2 separate regions of the Mus musculus genome follow, and region 2 is linked to region 1. Evidence: chromatin contacts called from public HiChIP or PLAC-seq data. All regions are on one chromosome and are shown on one strand. Each heading gives the region's core, a stretch centred on a gene start, on an enhancer-like site or on the middle of the called end of the contact. The rest is flanking DNA. Distances are from core to core; before and after follow the strand shown. Region 1 overlaps Dcst2 (DC-STAMP domain containing 2). Region 2 holds the start of Slc50a1 (solute carrier family 50 (sugar transporter), member 1).

Region 1 (5,428 bases), core at 1,347-3,846:
CAGCAGCGCCAATATGCCGGCTGTACTCCAAGCTGCTCGGCTACTGGAAATCCCGTGTGTCATCGCTGCTTGCATGGAGATTCTACAAGGCAGTGGGCTGGAAGCCCCCAGCCCCGATGAGGATGACTGTGAGCGAGCCCGACAGTACCTGGAGGCTTTTGCCACTGCCACCACCACAGCCTCAACCTCAGGAATGCCCAACGGTGAAGACAGCCCTCCACAGGTGCCCCTCCTACCGCCGCCGCCACCGCCACCTCGACCTGTTGCCCGTCGCAGCCGCAAACCCCGGAAAGCTTTTCTTCAAACCAAAGGGGCCCGAGCAAACCATCTGGTCCCTGAGGCACCCACAGTACTCACCCATCCCTTGACCTACGAAGAAGAAGAGATGGTTGGTAGATTGGGTAACAGTGGGGGCAGTGGGCTCGGAGATAGCTATAGTCCTCCTACAGGTGCCGCCTCACCTGCCGAGGGGCCCCTGAACTATGAAGTCTTTGAAGGTGAGGAAGAAGAGGAGGAGATGGCATACCCCCCAGGCTACGGGCTAGCCCAGAGTAATGAGCCCTCGCTATCACCAGAGGAGCTGGGCTCAGATGAAGATCCCATCGACCCCGACCTGATGGCTTACCTAAGTTCGCTGCACCAGGACGCCCTGACACCAGGCCTGGATGGCCAAGACAAGCTGGTGCGTAAACGCCGTTCACAGATGCCCCAAGAGTGCCCAGTCTGTCACAAGATAATCCACGGGGCAGGCAAACTGCCTCGGCACATGAGGACCCACACTGGTGAGAAGCCCTTTGCCTGTGAGGTCTGCGGCGTCCGCTTCACCAGGTGAGCACCAGGTGGGGACAGCCCAGAATGGGCTGAGGGTGGCTGTACAATGATTGGTGTGGGGGCCAGCTCTCTGGTGGGTTCCTAGAATGAGGTGGGAGGCCAAAAGAGGCAAACAAGGGCATGCTCGGGAGTGGGCTAGTTCCCAAGAAGATTGAACTGGAAGCAGAGGAGCTCATAGTGCCAGGGCCCATTGAGCTAAGGGCTAATCAAAAAGGGTCTCCTGGGGCAGCAATGGGGAAACCGCAGTGAGGAACAAGGGTGGGTCAAGGCCCGGGGGCGTGGCTAAAATGCCCTGGGGATCCTATCCTGAATCCTGAGTGTCTGCCCTTTCCCCTGCTCGTACTAGGAATGACAAGCTGAAGATCCACATGCGGAAGCACACAGGAGAACGCCCCTACTCGTGCCCCCACTGCCCAGCCCGCTTCCTGCATAGCTACGACCTCAAGAACCACATGCACCTGCACACCGGGGACCGGCCCTATGAGTGCCACCTGTGCCACAAGGCCTTCGCCAAGGAGGACCACCTGCAGCGCCATCTCAAGGGTCAGAACTGCCTGGAGGTGCGCACCCGAAGGCGCCGCAAGGATGACGTGGCAGCCCCTCACTACCCACCGCCCTCGACCACCACCTCATCCCCTGCTGGCCTCGACCTTTCCAATGGCCACCTGGACACCTTCCACCTCTCTCTGGCTCGATTCTGGGAGCAGTCGGCCACCACGGGACCCCCAGTCACTACACAAGGGCCCCCTGAGGAGGAGGAAGAGGAAGGGACACCCACCACACCACAGGCCGAAGGTGCCATGGAGTCCTCTTAAAAGAGGGATGAATGGGCAGGCTGGAACAGCCTGGGACACCACGCCAAGCAACGGGGAGCACATAAAACAAGTGGTATCGGGGTCGGGGGTGCTGAACCTTGTTGGTATCAGAATCGAACGCCTCTTCCCCCCAGAGCCTTCATTCCAATTACAAGCTGAGGTTTTGGGGCACAAGCTCTCTAGATTGGGGTGATCACCCAAGGAGTTAAACATGAAATATATGTCTGTTTGTCTGTCTGTGTGTGTATATATATATGTGTGTGTGTGTGCACGCGCGTGTGTGTGTTACACACACTCTCTGCACACACACACATATATATACACACACAATAAAGGTGGGTCCCTGTCCCCAGCCACTACTGGGGAATTGAAGCAATAATCTATCTCTGATTTGTGGGGTCCCACTTCGGCTATGCGGGTTTCTAGGAGGCTGGGGCTTAGGACCAAATCCTTGCTCTACTCCCATGCCCCCTGGGTTTTGGCTGTGAAGGGGTGGACTGCCCCTCCCTTCCGAGACCCCTCCTTCCTGGTTTCTGTTCCTTTTTCCTGGCCGTAAATTATGCAAAGGGGGGTGGCAAAGGAAGGGTAAGAGGGGGGAAACAAGGTAGAGGCTTGAAAGACTGGGGTGGCGGCGGTGGGGACTGGGCCTGTAAGGACGGAGCCATCCCAGTCCCCCTCCACCCAGTTCCAACGCTGAGTCATGGGGTCCTGGAGAAGAGGAGGGCAGGGTGGCCTGATTGGCTCGCCCGCCCCTGGGGGTAGCAGAAGGTCTCCGCCCAGCTAAGGGAGCTCTCCACCTCTTCCCTCCCGCGTCCCGGGGCAGGGAATGTCTTGTTCCTGGCGCTCCCTCCCTGGGGCCAGAGGGCAGGGCGGGCCGGGCGTCTTACCCTCTTCTCCTCCCTACCTCCCCGCCCAGGTGCAAGCGGGAGCCGCCTCTGCTGCTTGCTGCCCCTGACTCACGCCGCCCCCGGGCTGGCGGGCGCTGGGTGTGGGATGGGGTGAGGGGTTGAGGTAGCCTTGTAGGGAGCGGACAAGCTAGCGCCATCTGGTGGCCATGCCCTGTAAGGGCGAGCGCTACCCCCCAACCCCACCCCCCAGCGACCACTTTTCATGAGCTAGGGTCACACCCAGCCATCTAGGCCTGTGAACGGGTGCCCCCTTGCCAACATGGTGGCTAGGCAAGGCAACTCACTTGCCCCTGGGAAAAGTGAGCTGCGGAGCAGACCCAGAGGTAAGGGAACCTTTCCTCAGACCTTGCCTGGCACTCTTAGGACTGAGTCCACCCCCGTTCTGTACATAGCCTCTTCTGATGGTCTTGTTGAAATCCAATTTCACATTTTTAACTATCAGTTTTCCTGGGGTGGGGAAGAGTCTTCACCCCACCCCTTCCTCGCTGGGTGCTGGACCCCCATTGCGGCCTGGGCTCTGCCTTGCACTATTTACCCCTTTGGCCTAGTGGCCCTTCCCCCTCCTGGAAAGGGGCAGGTTCAGGGGCCCGGTGCTCTCCTCTCCCCATGCACCTCCATGCCCATTTGCACAGCTGCCCAGGTACCCCCAACAGTGGGGAAGGGCCACACAGGGAGGGGTGGCGGGACCAGTCCCTGTATCTATTTAAAAAGTGATGATGTAATATATTAGGAGGGAGGTCAGGTACCCTGGGCCTCATCTTAGCATTTCAGGTGATAGGGGAGCCCAGGGCTGGAGAAACCTGGGGCTTAGTCCCAGAGAGTGGAGACAGTGGCCTCCACTCTCTCTCCTTGTGGCTTCCCCACTCAGTGCCTTAGTGGGGGAACGCATTCCCCTCCCCCATTCCCTTCATCTACCCCTGCCCCTGCCTCGGGTGTAAGTGACAGGAAGAAATAATAATAATTTAAGATTCATATTTGTGTCCACTTTTGGTTCCTTTATTGGGGGAGGGGGGCGGCAGTGGGAGGGGTCGGGAGGGTCTGAGGCTGGGGAGGGGTCTTGTTTGGGGACAGGGATTTCCGAAGTGGTGCCTGGGGTTCTGGGAGAAAGGGGAGGCCCACAAAGCCAGATGAGCTTCTGGGAGATGCTGTGGACGCTTCCTCTGAAGTCACTGCTTTCTGTCCTGGTTCCTGGGAGGAGAGGAAGGACCAGTAAACTCAAAGTCACTGGTGGGTAACCTCTGCCACCGTCCCAGCTCGGGCCCTAACTGCCGCCCTTCTGGCATCCATCCCAGTTCTTCCTTTCCTCTCTTCTTTGTTTTTATAACTCTGTCTCTGTTTTGTTGAGACGGGGTTTCTCTGTGTAGCCCTGTCCCTGTAGACCAGACTGGTCTCAAACTCACAGATCCGCCTGCCTCTGCCTCCCAAGTGCTGGGATTAAAGGCGTGCACTACCACCTAGTGCTCTGAGGACCTGGCAACTGGAATACCTCTCTCCAACCCAGCCAGGGTATCAGCAAATTGCCCCGACTGCTCAAAGGCGATTGTCTCTGTTCCCGAAATTACTCATCCGTTCTTCTCTCCTACCGACCCAGAAAAAGACTTCAACTCTCAAACTCGTGGCTACCATATTTACAAGAGGAAAACAATGGGATCAGCCTTCCAAAAGCTGAGAGAGGACAGTCACTATACATTTCAAACCAACCTGGCCTACAATATTGAGGCCCTGTCACCAAAGGCAAAAAAAAAAAAAAAAACCTCCTCTGACTAAGAACAAAGGCTTCACTATCACCTGCCCCTTAACTCTACCTGGAAGTCCCTCAGCCTCCCAGGGCCAGTTTCTTTGCACTCTTCCTCACAGCAGACATTTCATTCTCTACCACCCACTCTGAAAACTATGTCACTCCCAGACACCTCTCGGGTCTCAGCAGGTGTCCTTGCCTCCTACTCCCTAGAGAAATTGAGGCTGGAGCAGTCTGCAGTCTGTTTAGAAGGGTCTCCACTCTTCAGTCTCAGAGCAGCCCCTCTGGCTACCTCATGCACCATTGCCTGGCCCAGCTCTTCCTCTGGTACCTTAGTCCAGGGCTGGAGGTTGAGCTTGTGCTCTCACAAGCACTCTGCTACTACACTGCATTCATAGACTTCAATGCTCTTTTCCATCTCCTAAATGTACTGGGATGCAGAAACACCTGTTGGTGCCGTGTACCTTGTATGTGAAGCCAATTCTTTATCATCAGGCTTCCTTTTTTTAGAGCCAAGCATGGTAGCACATCATAACTTTCATTCTATGGAGACTGAGGTAGAAGGGTTACAAGTTCAAGGCCAGCATGGACCACATAGTATGAATAGGGAGGCTGTGCGGTGGTGGCACACACCTTTAATCCCAGCACTTGGGAGGCAGAGGCAGAAGGATTTCTGAGTTCGAGGCCAGCCTGGTCTACAGAGTGAGTTCCAGGACAGCCAGGGCTATACAGAGAAACCCTGTCTCAAAAAACAAACAAAACAAAACAAAAAGAATAGGGAGCCAAAAGCAGGCAGATCTCTATGAATTCAAGGCCATCCTGGTATATATAACTATGTTGGGCCAGCCAGAGGCTATATAGTAAAACCCTGCCTCAATAAATAAAGTAATTAAGCCCTCTTTTTAATTGCAAATGTTATATTAAAGGAATCCTAAATCATCTTCCTCTTTAGAAGCCACATTCTCTATTTCTGAGTCTTTGTCAGGTGCTTTGTGATCTAGTTTTAGCCATCCTGAAACCATGAAAAATGTTCCCACAAGCCATACATACCAGTTGTCTGGTCCCCCGGCTCTGGATGGATTGTTGGTCCCAGCTTGCTCATGGTTTGCCTTTCATGGGCTAAGCTCTCCTGCTCT
Region 2 (5,428 bases), core at 1,285-3,784, 110 kb after region 1:
ACAGGGCATCGAGTCAGACAATTTTGAGCTCCTATCTTAGCAAAGGCTCTTTCCTTACCATCCTATGGATTTATTTTACAGCCAAACCTATCTACCATCAGGAATCCCAGTGCTTGAAGCTGAAGGTGACTGTCAATGGCAAAATCAGTGAGTGTCAGGCCCTGTGGACCACTTCCTTCCATCTGTGCTGGGCGTGGTCTAGTGGTCTGGGATGGGGATGGAAGTTGCCTCTCTGTCTCCTGGTGCAAAAAGCCTGATCTACTTCCATTCTTATTTTTCAGCTCATAATCCCCAGGCCCATGTCAACCCACAGGAGAAGAGACTCCAAGCAGGTAGGTAGTAGCCTGAGACAGTTTGGTCTGGGTCACAGGAAGGGGTTTGCTTAAAGAGACTGAGGAGTAAGGTGGCTCCCTAGCCACATACGGGCTGGCTAAATCCTGTGTGGCTGGAAGCCGATGCAAACACTTACCATGTCTGTCTTTGCCTTCTCACCTTGCAGATGACCCGGAAGTACAGGTTTTGCACAGCATTGGTTACAGTGCCGCCCCCCGCCTCTTCCCACTGGTCTGGGCAGTATTGCTCCTACCACTGCTGCTGCTGCAATCTCAGTGAGGGTGTACGCTTGCCCTGGCTTATGGATTGGAATGGGACTAAGGGGCAGCCCCAGCCCTGGGAACCTCTCCCACTACACCCACAAGACGCCACCATGAAGCCTCAAAAGGTTCAGTATTAAGGGTTTTAACCGAAAAGAGTTTAACCAGCCCAACTGTGCCATCCCTGCCTCCACTTCAGAGGGATGGAGAAAGAAGTGGAGAAGGTCCTTAACCTGCAGTTTCTGCCTTTAAGCCAAAGAAACAAGCTGTGCGGACCTGGCCCATTAAGAGGCCTCAGTGGGAGAAGGGCTAAAAAGAGCCTGAGGTCATGCGGTTGGACACTGAACTTGGTAAAGACGTCCTTCCCCAAGGAAGCCATAATGTGCAGATGAACTGACCGAAGGAAAAGCTTGAGACAGCTTCCTGCGGGGGAGCCAGGTACAGAAGAGGCAGCTTGGGCTGACCCAGCATCTCTGCAAGATTTCCACCTGCTGGGCTGCCAGAGAGGTTTGTAGCCCGGCCCTGACTGCATCCTCCCCATCCCTGGGGCAACATTCCCTGGAGCTGTGCCAACAGGAGGACTGAAGCAGCCTGGTTTTAGAGTGTAGCTGTAAGGGCAGTGCCCGTGTGTACAGTCTGTGGAGTTTAGCTTAACGGGCAGGGCCCACATGTACAGTGTCTGTATATAAATGTGCTGTATCTGTTCATTTCTATGACTGCAGGGTTTTTTTATACAGTGTTTTTGGATTCATAATAAATTGATGGTTTTTTATGGACATGCTTTTCTGCCCCACCATGTTGATTTGTGACCAGTGTCCCCATTGTGTGTTAGGCTCTGTGCTAAACAGAAGCAATGGGGGGGGGGTGTGGGGGGGGGCAGGTATAATGCAGAGCTCCTTTTGCGGCTGAGGTGGGAAGGTTAAAAACTTGAGACTGCATGAGTAACTCAGACCTTGCCTCAAACTCAAAAATAAAAGGCTGGAAATGTACCCCAAGAAGTAGAGGGTTACCTAACGTGTGTCAGCCCTGAGTTCAGTCCTCAGGAGCACAAAACATAAGTAGCCAGGCATGGTGGCTCCTGCCTGTGACCCCAGCACTCAGAAGGTTGAAGCAATGTTGCCAAAATTCCAATGCCAGCCTGGGCTACAGTGTGAGACTTTGTCTCACCAAAACAAAACAAAAAAAGTAAATAAAAGACAAAATAAATAAATGGCTAGGATCAGTCTTACCAGGCTAAAGGAGTTTACTCCTGAGGGTTCTGCACAACTCCCTGCAAGAGTGGGCTATAGATTCCTCTCCGCACCCACTCTTTGTTCTTCCTGTCCAACTTCACCAGCCTCGAGCGCTGGGCTTTGGCACACCATGCAGGTACTCATGCTGTCTGGGTGAGTCAGGGAGCTGGATGCCAGCTGAAGCATGTGCGCTGCCCCACCAGCAGAGCCGCCTGGGAGGCTGGGAGGGAAAGTTCCCAGCAGCAAGTATGTTGGAACAGGGGGCCAGGGGTAGGCTTGTCCTTGGATAGGGCAGGTCGTGTAAGAGAGGACATCTGAAAGAGGATGGCAATTCCTGCTTTTGGGGGACAGACTGGAAAGAGGTTTCAATAACCTCCAGGAAAACCCTCCCAAAGCTGGGTAACCAAGGTTCTGATATGAATTGGGGGCGCGTTGAAGACCTGTGAGACTAAATTTGAGGTTTGTGGTCCAGCACACAAAAGCATACAAGAACCCAGAAGTTGAGGCTAGTGGTCTCGATGATGCAAGGGGTGCGCAGTGTGAGGAGGGGTCGGATCGGGGACAAATGCAGGGGCACTACTAAAACCACTAAACGCAATCTGAACAGCACGATCAGGACCCAGGCCCGCACATTACAGCAAACCACCCGGCCAGCACGCGGCGCTGGTTTGGCTGGGTCCCCAGTTCCGGTGAAGTTCGGGCGAGGGCGGGTTCCGGCGCGGTTCCACGGGGAAGGGCGGAGCTTCGCCTTCCGCAGCTCCGGGTCTGAGCTACTGGAACTCCGCGCTGGGCTAGGGAACCGGCTCCGGTGGGATGGAGGCGGGCGGCGTGGCAGACTCTTTCCTTTCTAGTGCCTGCGTGCTCTTCACCCTGGGCATGTTCTCCACTGGCCTGTGAGAGTGTGGATGGACTGGGCTGGGGCAGGAAGTCAAGAAATGAAAGCGGGCAAGAGACGTGGCTGCAATATCTTGCTGCTTTTGGAACCCAGAATAATAGTGGAATAGGATTGGATGATTTGAGGTCCAAGGCGAGGCTGCCTCTTGGCCTGAGGGGGGAGATCTGCTTGTCGTTCAGGATGATTGGTAAACACCGAGAAATCTTTTACCCACTCCTAACAATTTCCTTTGGATCCCTTCCAGCTCGGACCTCAGGCATATGCAGAGGACACGGAGCGTGGACAACATCCAGTTCCTGCCTTTTCTCACCACGGATGTCAAGTGAGAGTGTTGTTGGCTGTGATGGGAAAGGCTGAGGGAGGTGCAAGAGATCCCTGGAGACCTGCTGCAACCCCAGCAGCCCCTTGGACCTTAATCCTCCTTCCCTCACAGCAACCTGAGCTGGCTGAGTTACGGAGTCTTGAAGGGAGATGGGACCCTTATCATCGTCAATAGCGTGGGGGCCGTGCTTCAGACTCTTTATATCCTGGCATATCTGCACTACAGTCCTCAGAAGGTAGAGGCCCTCCCTTGCACTCACCTCCACCCCACACCTGGCCATGTTGGCAGAGCATATAGTTCTATTTCCTGGAAGATTAGTGGGATGGCATTAATTCCCTTTCCTAGAAGGCCCTTCTGGTTCTCCTGCCCATGAAGTCAACCCTTTAAAATGCACACAGAGCCACCCACCCTCCCCTTGTTCGAAATGCTGGTGGCTTACCCAACCCCGTGGTGTCAAGATATCCTGTGCTCCCCCAACAGGCTGGGGGAAGAGGGCTATACTGTCTGATAGTTCCTTTAGGGTTAGGACCAGGGCCAATGGCTAAGAATGGCCATTCGCTCTGCTTCCCCACTCAGTCACACTAACATTTATTGGTCTCTTATTGTACATGTATGTGAAGCTCACATGAAAAGGGGAGGGATCTAAAAATGGCTCTCCCCTTCCCTGGGGATCTCCAGTGTTGTGTGGCTGAGATTTCTCTCAAATAACTGAGTGGTGAGAGGCTGACGTGAAGGCCGGGATAAAAGTTGATTTCCCCATTAGAGCATGGCAGAAGACAGGAGGAGGCAATTCCAGCAGAGAGATGAGTGTTCTGGGTACAGATGCATGTAAGACGCCTCTCCCCTGCAGCATGGTGTGCTCCTGCAGACGGCAACCCTGCTGGCTGTCCTTCTCCTGGGTTATGGCTACTTTTGGCTTCTGGTGCCGGACCTTGAGGCCCGGCTTCAGCAGCTAGGCCTCTTCTGTAGCGTCTTTACCATCAGCATGTACCTCTCCCCACTGGCTGATTTGGTGAGTAGGGGTGGCCAAGAGGTAGGGGAGATGCGGAGAAGGGCTAGGCTCCCTGAGCCAGGGACTGGCTAATACTGGGGCGGGGGCGGGGCCCAGCTCTTGGAAGAAGTCAAGGTAGCAGAGGTGAGTGGGATGCAGGAAAAGGGCTGAATGAAAGACGCACCACAGGGATTGTGGTCTTTTTTCCGCGAGGAAATTCTCTGGCGAGGACTCAGGAATGGTTCTATGAACCTGAACCAGGCACATTTTTGCCGTAGGCCAAGATCGTTCAGACTAAATCAACCCAGCGCCTCTCCTTCTCCCTGACCATTGCCACGCTCTTTTGCTCCGCCTCTTGGTCTATTTACGGGTTTCGCCTCCGAGACCCATACATCACGGTAAGCAGACTCTAGATTGGGACGTTGGGTCTACAAAGCAGAGTCTGGTCTTTCTAGCAGCTTTTTGATTGCAGGTGCCCAACCTTCCAGGAATCCTCACCAGCTTAATCCGCCTCGGGCTTTTCTGCAAGTACCCTCCAGAGCAAGACAGGAAGTACCGCCTCCTGCAGACCTGACCCCAGGCACCCGAGTGCCAACTGGATACCAAACAGAGCTCCTGTTTCTGCTGGTCCTTGTGACCAGTTCCATGGATGCAATAGGTTGTGAGAAAAAGATGACTTTGAAACTAAAGGGACCAAAGATCTTTCCTTAGATCAGATAGGACCTGTGGGATGAAATCACATTTTTACAGGAGATCATCTTTTCTCATTTCGGAGGCTGAGGTGGTATTAGAATGTGCCTTAAAATAAACTGTTCCCCACCCCTGCCTGCAGAGTGATGTGTTCTTCGCCATTCCCAACCTGCCTGACTTGACAGACAGAGGGCCTACTGCCTGGGGGGCCTGTAGGATTGGCTCAGAAAAGGGATTTGAAAGAACTAGAAGTTAGGACTGGAGAGATGGCTCAGTGGTTAAGAGCACTGACTGCTCTTCCCAAGGTCCTGAGTTCAATTCCCAGCAACCACATGGTGGCTCACAACCATCTGTAATGGGATCTAATGCCCTCTTCTGGTGTGTCTGAAGATAGCTACAGTGTACTCACACACATAACATAAATATTTTTTGTTGTTTTTTTGTTTTTCAAGACAGGGTTTCTCCGTGTGGCCCTAGCTGTCCTGGAACTCACCCTGTATACCCGGCAATAAATCTTTAAAAAACAAAAAACAACTAGAAGTTAGAAAGATCCAGGAAGTCCTTTTAAAAAGAAAAGAAACCTGGCAGTGGTGACACACGCCTTTAATCCCAACACTTGGGAGGCAGAGGTAGGCGGATTTCTGAGTTCGAGGCCAGCCTGGTCTACAGAGTGAGTTCCAGGACAGTCAGGACTGCATGGAGAAA

Evidence for each region. HiChIP or PLAC-seq counts read pairs in DNA pulled down with a chosen protein or histone mark.
Region 2: a contact with region 1 is called in an HNF4G HiChIP or PLAC-seq map of pancreatic cancer cells. The contact joins the promoter of Slc50a1 here to the enhancer-like site in region 1. A contact is called at or near these places in 3 of 39 promoter capture datasets (embryonic stem cells, liver and macrophages), 5 of 115 datasets of contacts at active chromatin or transcription factors (embryonic stem cells, microglia and pancreatic cancer cells) and 3 of 9 other capture datasets (adipose tissue, liver and pancreatic islet).

Annotation. Positions count from the first base shown.
Region 1 is chr3:89,375,744-89,381,171 of GRCm38.p6, reverse strand. Dcst2 (DC-STAMP domain containing 2) reads right to left here. Exons shown (of 15, transcript NM_001370853.1): 15 at 3,529-3,742. The coding sequence ends at 3,721. Zbtb7b (zinc finger and BTB domain containing 7B) reads left to right here. Exons shown (of 3, transcript NM_009565.5): 2 at 1-828; 3 at 1,178-3,528. The coding sequence ends at 1,646. Among named protein-coding and RNA genes, the nearest start is that of Dcst2, 13 kb to the right of the region's middle. Within about 2 kb of position 2,596, at least 281 of the 459 cell types and tissues checked have an H3K27ac peak or open chromatin away from gene starts, as enhancers often do. A contact at or near this core is called in adipose tissue, embryonic stem cells, liver and 2 more, where this site is marked.
Region 2 is chr3:89,267,676-89,273,103 of GRCm38.p6, reverse strand. Slc50a1 (solute carrier family 50 (sugar transporter), member 1) reads left to right here and starts at 2,534. Exons shown (of 6, transcript NM_009057.3): 1 at 2,534-2,718; 2 at 2,965-3,042; 3 at 3,154-3,277; 4 at 3,893-4,054; 5 at 4,312-4,431; 6 at 4,506-4,858. The coding sequence starts at 2,639. The coding sequence ends at 4,607. Efna1 (ephrin A1) reads left to right here. Exons shown (of 5, transcript NM_010107.4): 3 at 82-147; 4 at 282-332; 5 at 500-1,374. The coding sequence ends at 612.